Regions from separate parts of the Zea mays genome. Here regions 1 and 2 are each linked to region 3. A link is a contact called in public Hi-C and HiChIP or PLAC-seq data. All regions are on one chromosome and are shown on one strand. Each heading gives the region's core, a stretch centred on a gene start, on an enhancer-like site or on the middle of the called end of the contact. The rest is flanking DNA. Distances are from core to core; before and after follow the strand shown. Region 1 holds the start of LOC100502231 (ATPase 4 plasma membrane-type). Region 2 holds the start of LOC103650306. Region 3 holds the start of LOC100283028.

Region 1 (3,271 bases), core at 569-3,068, 370 kb before region 3:
AACGGGAGCACTGCACCAAATCGGCCTTCTCTGATTCTATTTCTTTCGTACCAACTGCCGCTTAAGGCTTAACAGAAGTAGATCAACAGTGTCAGGGCCCTCAGGTGCCCAGCGCAATTGGAGTGATGGGACTGATGGCATAGGGCCTCTAAATTTTTAGATCCTCAAATTTTTGAGTTTTCTTAATATAAATAATATAAAAAGATAAATGTTGTTTATTATTTTGTGAAATCTCGACTTTAAAATAGATAGTACGAGAGAACAAGAATATAAGAATAGATCGGATATATTTTAGATTGTTTTTTATCTATATATACTATATGTCTCCTGACCTATTTTTATATTTTGTACGGCGGAAAAAAAAAACAAAACTGCCTTGACAGTGTTCCAGTTCCTGGACTAGCATCAGAGGCGAGCATCTCCCAGAAAGCTGCACCCTGCACCCTCGATCAGCCCCGCCCATCTCGATCTCTCCACACATGCATGTCTTACGTTACGTGTCTGCATTTGAGGAATACATGTCCAGCATCTTCATCTACAGCCGCCCACACGTGACGCATGTGGCGTTTTGTGGCATCAATTGCAACTCATCTTGTGGCCAGATTGTATGTAGATGTAAGTTCAGAGCAAGGGAATTAATAAAGTTCGCTCCGTATGAAAAAAATGCTTAATTAAATTAAACCCTGTTTCGGACACGTTCAGCTCCAAACTTCGTGCTATGCCAGTAGTACGTGCCTGATGCCAGACTGGTGCGCTGATGATTGTCGTCGCAGTAGATACAGATTGGTGTTGCCTATGCCTAATAAAGTTGATGACTGTGATTGCACCACCGTAAAGCGCCTGCCTGCCTGCCTTGTCGTCAGTTGCACTTTTTGCTTGCCTTGCTTTGGTTGTGTGCCTGCATTTCAGACCACCACCTTTGTTGCATGCATGGTTTGCCTTTACCCCCTTGCCTTTCTGAAATCATTGCCTTTCTGAAATGAAAAGAAGAGGGGGAAAAATCTCCATCTGTTCTCCTTCTCTCTCTCTCTTAAAAAAAGCGCAAGGTCTGAAATCTGACCAGGTTTAATTTGTTCTCCCTGTATTTTTTTTAATTGGACCACTGGCGATATCGATTGCGCGCGAGTTGTTTTCAGCTGTCGCTGGCAGTCTAATCAAAACTCCTCTGACCTTGTTTTGTGGCCTACATGTTGTGGTACTAGCTAGTAAATCTTTCTGTTGATCTCTCGCTCTGGCTTGATTTCTTTATCTACCAAACAGCAGTAGTAGTTTGGTCGGAGGAAGTGAGCTAGGTTTGTCTCAGTTGCATACTTGCATTGCATGTACATCACTCTCAGTTCCATCACATGTATATATATATATATCATGTGGTTCATCAAGAAACAAATCCAAGAGAGAGAGAAGAAGTATACAAGTCTCATTAATTCAAGATGTTCATCAAGAAAAGAAAAATCCACATATATACTCAGAATCAGTTAGGTTTGATTTGCCAGCTAAAAGTGTGGATTGATGTGTGCTGCTTAATTCACGTCACGTACATCTCATTTGTGACCTACCACAAGCTACCCTTCTATTCTATTATTCTCTACCGGCGCCAAAGCAGGACAGAACAGATGGCGCCGGACATCCAGCAGAGGATTAGATTATATCAGCTGCCATTTTTTTAATTTGACCTTAATTAGCTTTTCTGTGTTGCATGCATGAGTAGAGCAGGCAACCCTTCACAGTTCACACGCCTAGCCGTCACCGAGCTCCAGCAGGCAGCAGGCAGGACGAGAGTGCTCTACATGTTTTTTCTTCTCTCTCTCCCAGTCTCCCTTCCTTCTTTATCCGCTTGGTTCGCTTTTCTTCTTTTCCTTTGGCATTCCATCGCATCTCAATCCTGTTACCGTTGTGGACTCCCACTCCCCTGTCTGTCTGTCGCGGTGTCGCCTGACACCTTCTTCTTCCTCACTCCCCCCTCAACCTCATCCCCATCCCGCCCTCGCACTTCCCACCCACCCCAATCCATCCATCCATCCACCCGTCTGAAAACCAAACCCACATTCACCAGCGAGCAAGCTTCCCCTGCCCTCCTCCGGCCGCCTCATTCTCGTTTCCATATAAATCTGTAACTGCAAGGACAACCCACCACAGGACACACGAGGTGAAAGGAGATCCGTGAGGAGGCGCCTCCCCCATGGCTGAGAAGGAGGGCAACCTCGAGGCCGTCCTCAAGGAGGCCGTCGACCTGGTATGTCTCTCCTCTCCTTCTGCCCCACCAATTTGTGTGTGTGTGTGTTGCACGATGTCTTGTTGGGAAGGAAGAAAAATGAAAGCTTCCGCCTTTCTAGTCCCATTTTCCTAGACCAGATTGCTGCTCCTCTTCTACGAAATTCGCATCTCTCTAGTCTAGAGTCTAGCCGAAGAAGAAAGAAAGAATGAAAACTTTATGCTAGCTGGTTTGTGGTCCTGAATTTTAGGTGACTGACATTTTGGCATAGTGACGTTCCATTTCTCTACCTACCTAGCTTTTTTTCCCCCATCAAATCTGCTTCCTTCGCTTCTCCTTTTCGCTTCTCTCTAGGAACTGGTACATCCTAGAGAGTAAGCATTTGGGCCATACTCGTTCCACGTAGTAGCAACAGTAGTAGGCAAAATTCTCTCAGAAGAGTTCGCGGCATCATAAGCAATTGTGTTGCTTTTCTTCTCTCTTCTCTGCAGGAGAACATCCCCCTCGAGGAAGTGTTCGAGAATCTGAGATGCAGCCGCGAGGGTCTCTCCACCGAGCAGGCGCAGCAGCGCCTCGAAATCTTTGGCCCAAACAAGCTCGAGGAGAAGGAGGTTTGTTTCCTTTTTACCCCAACTTGCTGGGTAGAACGCGTATAAATATATAATAGTTGCTTATAGCTGGGATTTTGATGGCCACAGGAGAGCAAATTCCTCAAGTTTCTGGGTTTCATGTGGAACCCACTGTCCTGGGTCATGGAGGCTGCAGCAATCATGGCCATTGCTCTTGCCAATGGAGGGGTAAGACACAGAAACCTACTAACAGACTTCAAAATTTCATCTATGATTGTGCTGTATTCTTAGTTGTAGTTGTCTTTTGATTATGTCATCAGGGGAAGCCACCAGATTGGCAGGACTTTGTCGGTATCATAACTCTGCTTGTCATCAACTCAACAATCAGTTTTATCGAGGAAAACAATGCTGGTAATGCTGCAGCAGCCCTCATGGCTCGCCTCGCACCTAAAGCCAAGGTTTGTCACAGACAACCTCTATGCAGTTTCAC
Region 2 (3,101 bases), core at 115-2,614, 350 kb before region 3:
CATCCTCCTTAAGATAATTTGCACGGCAATATGCATGTATTATTCTGTTGTATGTCACCAAAGTTGGTTTGCAGTGAGCTTGGCTCATCTCATCCAGAAGTTTCTTCAAAGCGATGAATTGTCTGGCTTGTCCAATGATGCATATCATGTAAGTATGACCATCATGTTTGAATCTAGGTTGCCTTTTTAACCATTGAAAGAAACCAAGAGCGACAGTGTGGTCATGAAGCAGCTTGAGTACTTGATTTGCCTAGAACACATCTATCTTGTAATGAAGATTATCCAGAACATGCTCGGTCATTGGACCCCATTTCATTTGCTGCAGTGTATGGTAATACTGCTCAACTGACCGCAATGACTTCAATGATCTTAAGTTAGATTGAGGTCCTCCACTATGAGCTTTTATCGTTCCTGTAGAACCCTAAATTTTGTTGCCAGAACCAATAAAAGTATTGGGACCTGATGGATTCCGAGTTTGTACTTCATCTCGCCTGACATCTGAATTAAAATGATTAGAATGATGTTTTGCATGGGGCAGGCTACGATGCCCTTGACTCCTTATTTATGATGGTGAACTGGAATTCATCACAGATGGTCCTAAAAAACTCTGCTTTGGCTTTGCATAACCAGCTTTTGGGTACCCCTTCCTGAGTTCATTGTTCAGAGAAGGGTTATAAGCCATCTTTCCCTCAGGAAAGTTACGTTGACTATGTGCCTTGTTATTAGAAGAATCGCTATCGGATAAAATCTGATAAGAATAGTTAGTACCCATCTACGTTGCCTAATGAGTGCTTCCATTATTAGATGACCTGAAATTAACCAGCTCAGAATATACACCAGGTCTAGCAATTCTAGGTTGAGAAATGCTTCTGTCTGTCTCTTTAGATGGCCGTACATAATCATTTTCTATATTCTAACGATGATTGTGAGGATGATTGCTTCTGTTACTAGATGCAGGCTCCTTTCCTGGAGGTGAGGTAGTGGCATGAACAACTGTAGCTAAGTAGCCCTCTCTCCCTCTCTCTCTCTTTCTCTCTCTCCCTCTCTCTCTATCTCTCTCTCTCCAACATACACCCCTGTTTTCGTGTGCAATGTATTTGAAACAGATAGGTTTCTCATAACCGAGGACATCGATGGCGATAGTCGGTGGGAGGCTTGTGGGACCTCGTCCTCGGTTTTGGTGGACGGAAGCTCATCGCCTTGCGCGGATTAAGCGTTCGGCAATCCGTCTGGAGGAGGACCAGGCGGCAAGGAAGCTGTTTTCAAGGAGGTGCGAGGATTTTTTTCGCCGGACTGTTGGGCGCCATGCGTTGCCTAAGGTACGTACTCAAAAACTTGCTGCTGTGATCAATCCCTGGGAAGGTTCCTTGCTGAAGCAAAGTTCGTCACCGGTCGTTACTCTCGGCCATGTGATGGCTTCAGCAAAGAAGGCTGCTGCTCGACGCATTTGCTCGCCGACGTTGAGGAAGGAAGTCAGCCATTTCGATCTGATTCCTCTATGCCGTTCAAATTCAAATATCTCTCCAGTTCATTTGGAAAGGAAACAGTATGTGCCGCTAATTCCGCCATGTGTGCTGGACGACTTTACTGAGGGATCACGTTCGCGTGTTGTGTACCAGCCTTCTTACTCTGTGGGCCAGACACCAGCGCAAGAATTGAGCCCGCAGAAGGAAACGGGTTCGCAGTGTTTTCTGGCGTCAGCCACTCTCTGCTGGGCCAGCCGTAATCCTGGCCTTCATTTACTCCGTCAGAAAGTTTTTAGTACGCCAAAACCTGGGAACCCTGTTCTCTCGCCATTCTATCACCAGCCGCCATTTCCTGTTCTCAAAACGTACGCCGACGTCCTCAAGTCGGCCATCAACTCTAGTGACATGGCTAAGGAGGAAACTGATCCTGAGGGCTGGAGAGTGATGGATCGCCGACGCCAGCAGGTACGTGGTCGTTCCTCGGGTCTTGACAGTTGGTCGTCCCGTGGTCGGGAAAACTGGGAAGTTCGAGGGCGTGGTTCATGGCGTCGCCGCGGCAACCGGTTTCACACGTATGGTGGGTCGTTCGGCTCTGATGCCAGGGTGATTGTAGCTCACAGTAGTGGTATGCAGACCGAGCCGGCTTGTAAACAGGTTGCAGACGTTACATCCGGCGTTGCTGACAAGGGGAAGAAACGACGGGATGAACTTTGTTGTGAAATTTGCGAAGACAATCATGTCCCCGAGGAGTGCCCGGTGTTTAACGGACCGAAGCCGCAGGCAGCTCTATGTGGTTTTGCAGGTGGTGAGTCTGGTTTCTTCCAGATTCATACTTGGGGGTGCAAAGGGTGTTATTCCAAGGTCGGATGGTGTAACTGCATTCATAACCGTGAAGGAAGGTAATGTTACTGCTGAACTTGTTAAGTCTGAACTCTCTAAACTTATACCAGTGAAGTGGAATTGGTCAGTTCAGAAGCATGCAGACAGTTTTCTAGTACCGTTTCCATGCAGGGTTGAGCTTCAACGCATGATAGCTATGAAGTATGTTCATACACTGGGTGGAGAAGGTATTTTAGTTATTCAGGAGGTTAACCAAAAAATAGAACCAATTTCTTATCTGCAGAAAGCTTGGGTGAATGTTTATGGGGTTCCTTTTGAGATCCGCTCCTTTCTTCCTTTGTGGGCAGTAGGATCTATTTTGGGTGCAACACAGAAAGTGGATATGCGATACACTCGGAAAATGGGGGTGGTCCGTATTTTGGTGGCAGTGACGGATGTGAATCATATTCCGGAGTCTGCAGAAATAATAGTTGGTGAAGGGCTTTACGAGATCTTCTTCAAAGTTGATAAGGTTCTCAAAGATGGGAGATGGATTGACAAGGATAACATGGATTATCGGGACGGAGATGATAAGGAACAAGGAGAGAATGAAGATTATTCTGAAAAGCATGGAAATGATTCTTTTCCAATGGAGGAGGTAGCAGAAGACACGGTCATGCGGGATAATTCCTTACAGAGTGATCATAATAAGCCAAACGATGGAGCTTTAGTCATGGGGATGGTGGTTCTGCAAGGGAATCAGAACAATTATGGCTCAACGATAGGAACAGGTGTTGAGTCTGAAGATTCGACTTT
Region 3 (3,405 bases), core at 399-2,898:
GGCCAGGAGCATCCTGCTGAGCGCGGGCGGCATCCTGGAGAGGACCATGTACCCGGGGAAGTACGCCATGGAGATGTCCTCGGCCATCTACTCCGAGTGGAGGTTCACGGAGCAGTCCCTGCCCAACGAGCTCGTCAAGAGGGGCATGGCGTCCAAGATGGGCGGCGGCGCCATCGCCCTGCACGTGGAGGACTACCCGTACGCGGTGGACGGCATGGACGTGTGGCGCGCCATCGAGGGCTGGGTCAGGACCTACTGCGCCCACTTCTACCACTCCGACGCCGCGGTGGCCGCCGACGCGGAGCTGCAGGCGTGGTGGGACGACGTCCGCCGCGTCGGCCACGGCGACCGCCAGCGCGACCCGGCGTGCTGGCTGGACCTCGACTCCGTGGCCAACCTCGCCGAGTCGCTGTCCACGCTCATCTGGATCGCCTCCGCGCTGCACGCCGCCGTCAACTTCGGCCAGTACGGCTACGCCGGGTACATGCCCAACCGCCCCACCCGGTGCCGCCGCTTCGTGCCGCTGCCGGACTCCCCGGAGATGGCGCAGCTGGAGGCCGACCCGGACAGGTTCTTCCTCGACACGGTGCCCGACCGCTTCACCGCCACGCTCGGGCTCACGCTCATCGAGGTGCTCTCCAACCACACCTCCGACGAGCTCTACCTGGGCCAGCGCGCCACCGCGGCGTGGACCGACGATGGGGAGGTGCTGCAGCTGCTCGACAGGTTCCGGGAGGAGCTCCGCCGGGTGGAGAAGCGGATTACGGAGAGGAACAGGGACCCGCGACTCAAGAACCGGAAGGGACCCGCCAAGGTGCCGTACACGCTGCTGTTCCCGGACGTCGGCGGCAAGGAGAAGGGGATCACCGGCAAAGGGATACCCAACAGCGTCTCCATATGACAATTGACAAGCTCGCTCCTTTTTTTTTTATTGTTTTGTTGCAGAGGATCTGATTATGGTTGTCGGTTTAATTTCGTTGTGAGCATCATTGTGTTAATATGTTTTATTGCGATGATTGGTTTGGAATTTAAATCTGTTGAAAGGGTCTAATAACATTTTTCTTTTCTTTTTTTAAAGAAAATCCATTACATGAATATGTCACTCTTTACCAGAAGCGCTCGTTCGAATGACTTCAAATAAAGGGATTTGACCTGTTTGTACCAAATCAAATTAATGAACTGCTAAGAACTGTCTACCGGAAATATCTAAATTAGTTGTCACAACTAAGGGCTGTTTGGTTTATTTTTATTAAATTTTAGTTTATGTCACATCAAATATTTAGATATCAATTATAAGTGTTAAATATAGGTTCAATAGATTTGAACTTGCCTTTTCGTCTTTATTTATGTAATTAGTTTTATAATTACATTATATTTAATACATATAATTATTATTTAAACATCCAATATGCATAGACTAAATTTGGTATAACCTATCTCTATAAGCCGTTCGGTTGTCTAGGTGAAATCATTTCGAATCAGATTACTTCTTTAATTTATATAAGTTTTGATTAACCAGACAGGGAGATGGTTTGGCCTGTCCTAGGCGTCGTGTGTTGGCAATCTTTATTTAAAAAGAAAAAGAAAAAATATGAAAAAGTCATATTTAATTATTTATTGCTGCGAACATATGGGATGCCAGAGTCGCAGCAAACCACGGTTCGGCGCCTCGGCGGCGTCCAATTCCCCTTCCCGTCGCCGATGCCGATGCCGATGCCACGGGCGCGGACGCGGTGGTCGGCGCTAGCCGCCAGCGCGCTCATCCAATGCTGCGCGGGGAGCTCCTACTGCTTCGGCGTCTACTCTCAGACGCTCAAGGCCTCGCAGCGCTACGACCAGTTCGCGCTCGACGCCGTCGCCTTCTTCAAGGACGTCGGCGCCAACGCCGGGGTCCTCTCGGGCTTCCTCGTCGCTTGGGCGCCGGGGGGCCGCAGGCGCCCCTGGATTGTCCTCCTCGCCGGCTCCCTGCTCTGCGCCGCGGGCTACCTCCCCATGTGGCTAGCCGTCGCGGGGGTCGCGCCCGCGCCGCTCCCGCTCGTCTGCCTCTACATGCTGCTCGCCGCGCAGGCGCAGACCTTCTTCAACACCGCCGATGTTGTCTCCGCCGTCGAGAACTTCCCCGACCGACGAGGCACTGTCATCGGCATCATGAAGGCAGGTCAACTCAATTCCTTTTCCTTGCCCATTATTTCGGAATGCGGTCGAGAAGATAAAATTGAGACCCCTGACTGGACTGTGCTACCTGGTACTTTCTTTTAAGCATTATTATAGACAGACGATCTTGTAGACTTGGGTAGTTGCCTTCCATATCAACAACAGACAACAGTAGAGTTATCATTGGGCTGGAGACATTCAGTACTTTGCTTATGAGATCTGGTGCCTTATTGGATACCATGGTTTTGATCATGTCCTGCTCCTGGATGCCGCTGTCCCACTAAAACTGTTTGGATCAGATTCTACAACTTTATCTTCATTCTGCATCAAACTTCAGTCTATTATGAAAGCTATTGATTTGTCAGTTTCGATTTGAACCCGAACTATGTTGATTTACTCCCAGCCAATTGGCAGGAAATTCCTTTTTTTGTTTCCCAAACCGAGGGCTTCCCCATTTCCATTAACAAACGGACATACAGATGTTTGAGCAAGCAGCTAGAAAGAAAACAGATATATCTGTACGACACCTGATAGCCAATTGACAAGAGATTAATTCCTATGATCACACCTGCAGTTCTATACTAATGCTGGCAGTTTTGACTGACCCCAACTTACCACAATTCATTTCTGTTTACTTTTGCAACAGGGTTTTCTAGGCCTAAGTGGGGCAATACTTGTCCAAATTTACCGCACTCTGGCATTGATCCCAGCTCTTTCATACTGATGCTGGCAGTTTTGACTGACCCCAGCTTACCTCAATTCATTTCTGTTTACTTTTGCAACAGGGTTTTCTAGGCCTAAGTGGGGCAATACTTGTCCAAATTTACCGCACTCTTGGCATTGATCCCAGCTCTTTCATACTGATGCTGGCAGTTTTACCCACGGCCGTCACCTTGGCGCTCATGTATTTTGTGGATGTCCACAATCCACATGAACGGTATGAGAAGAAATTCCTAGACGCTTTCTCCCTCATTGCTGTTACTGTTGCTGGATACTTGATGATTCTCATAATCTATGGTCAAGTTTTCCCAATAAGCTCAGCTGTGCAGAGCGTTTGTTTCGTGGTACTCCTGCTACTAGTGATGTCTCCAATAGCTGTGGCTGCAAAGGCCCAGACGCCAGAATCAATAGCTCATCAAGGATCAATCTCAGAACAAAGGGCTGGACTGCTCCGCGAAGAGGTCACAGAGGATTCTGAAAATGCTAGCTCAAGCACTACTGCGCTTGGGGGATCTAACCAAGACCTGTCTT

The links. A called contact is a pair of places that touch in the nucleus more often than the background predicts. HiChIP or PLAC-seq counts read pairs in DNA pulled down with a chosen protein or histone mark.
Region 1: a Hi-C map of leaf shows a contact between it and region 3, with 4 times the contacts expected there. The contact joins the promoter of LOC100502231 here to the promoter of LOC100283028 in region 3. A contact is called at or near these places in 7 of 25 Hi-C or Micro-C datasets (ear, endosperm and leaf) and 1 of 3 datasets of contacts at active chromatin or transcription factors (leaf).
Region 2: an H3K4me3 HiChIP or PLAC-seq map of leaf shows a contact between it and region 3, with 4 times the contacts expected there. The contact joins the promoter of LOC103650306 here to the promoter of LOC100283028 in region 3. A contact is called at or near these places in 7 of 25 Hi-C or Micro-C datasets (bundle sheath, ear, endosperm and 3 more) and 1 of 3 datasets of contacts at active chromatin or transcription factors (leaf).

The regions. Positions count from the first base shown.
Region 1 is chr3:106,875,270-106,878,540 of Zm-B73-REFERENCE-NAM-5.0, reverse strand. It overlaps LOC100502231 (ATPase 4 plasma membrane-type), which reads left to right and starts at 1,818. Exons shown (of 21, transcript NM_001323633.1): 1 at 1,818-2,233; 2 at 2,704-2,823; 3 at 2,911-3,009; 4 at 3,102-3,239. The coding sequence starts at 2,180.
Region 2 is chr3:106,853,079-106,856,179 of Zm-B73-REFERENCE-NAM-5.0, reverse strand. It overlaps LOC103650306, which reads left to right and starts at 1,364. Exons shown (of 6, transcript XM_008675913.4): 1 at 1,364-2,365; 2 at 2,478-2,533; 3 at 2,657-3,101. The coding sequence starts at 1,413. It also overlaps the pseudogene LOC103652059.
Region 3 is chr3:106,502,952-106,506,356 of Zm-B73-REFERENCE-NAM-5.0, reverse strand. It overlaps LOC100283028, which reads left to right and starts at 1,648. Exons shown (of 2, transcript NM_001371893.1): 1 at 1,648-2,154; 2 at 2,940-3,405. The coding sequence starts at 1,702. It overlaps lox12 (linoleate 9S-lipoxygenase12), which reads left to right. Exons shown (of 6, transcript NM_001112527.1): 6 at 1-1,033. The coding sequence ends at 901.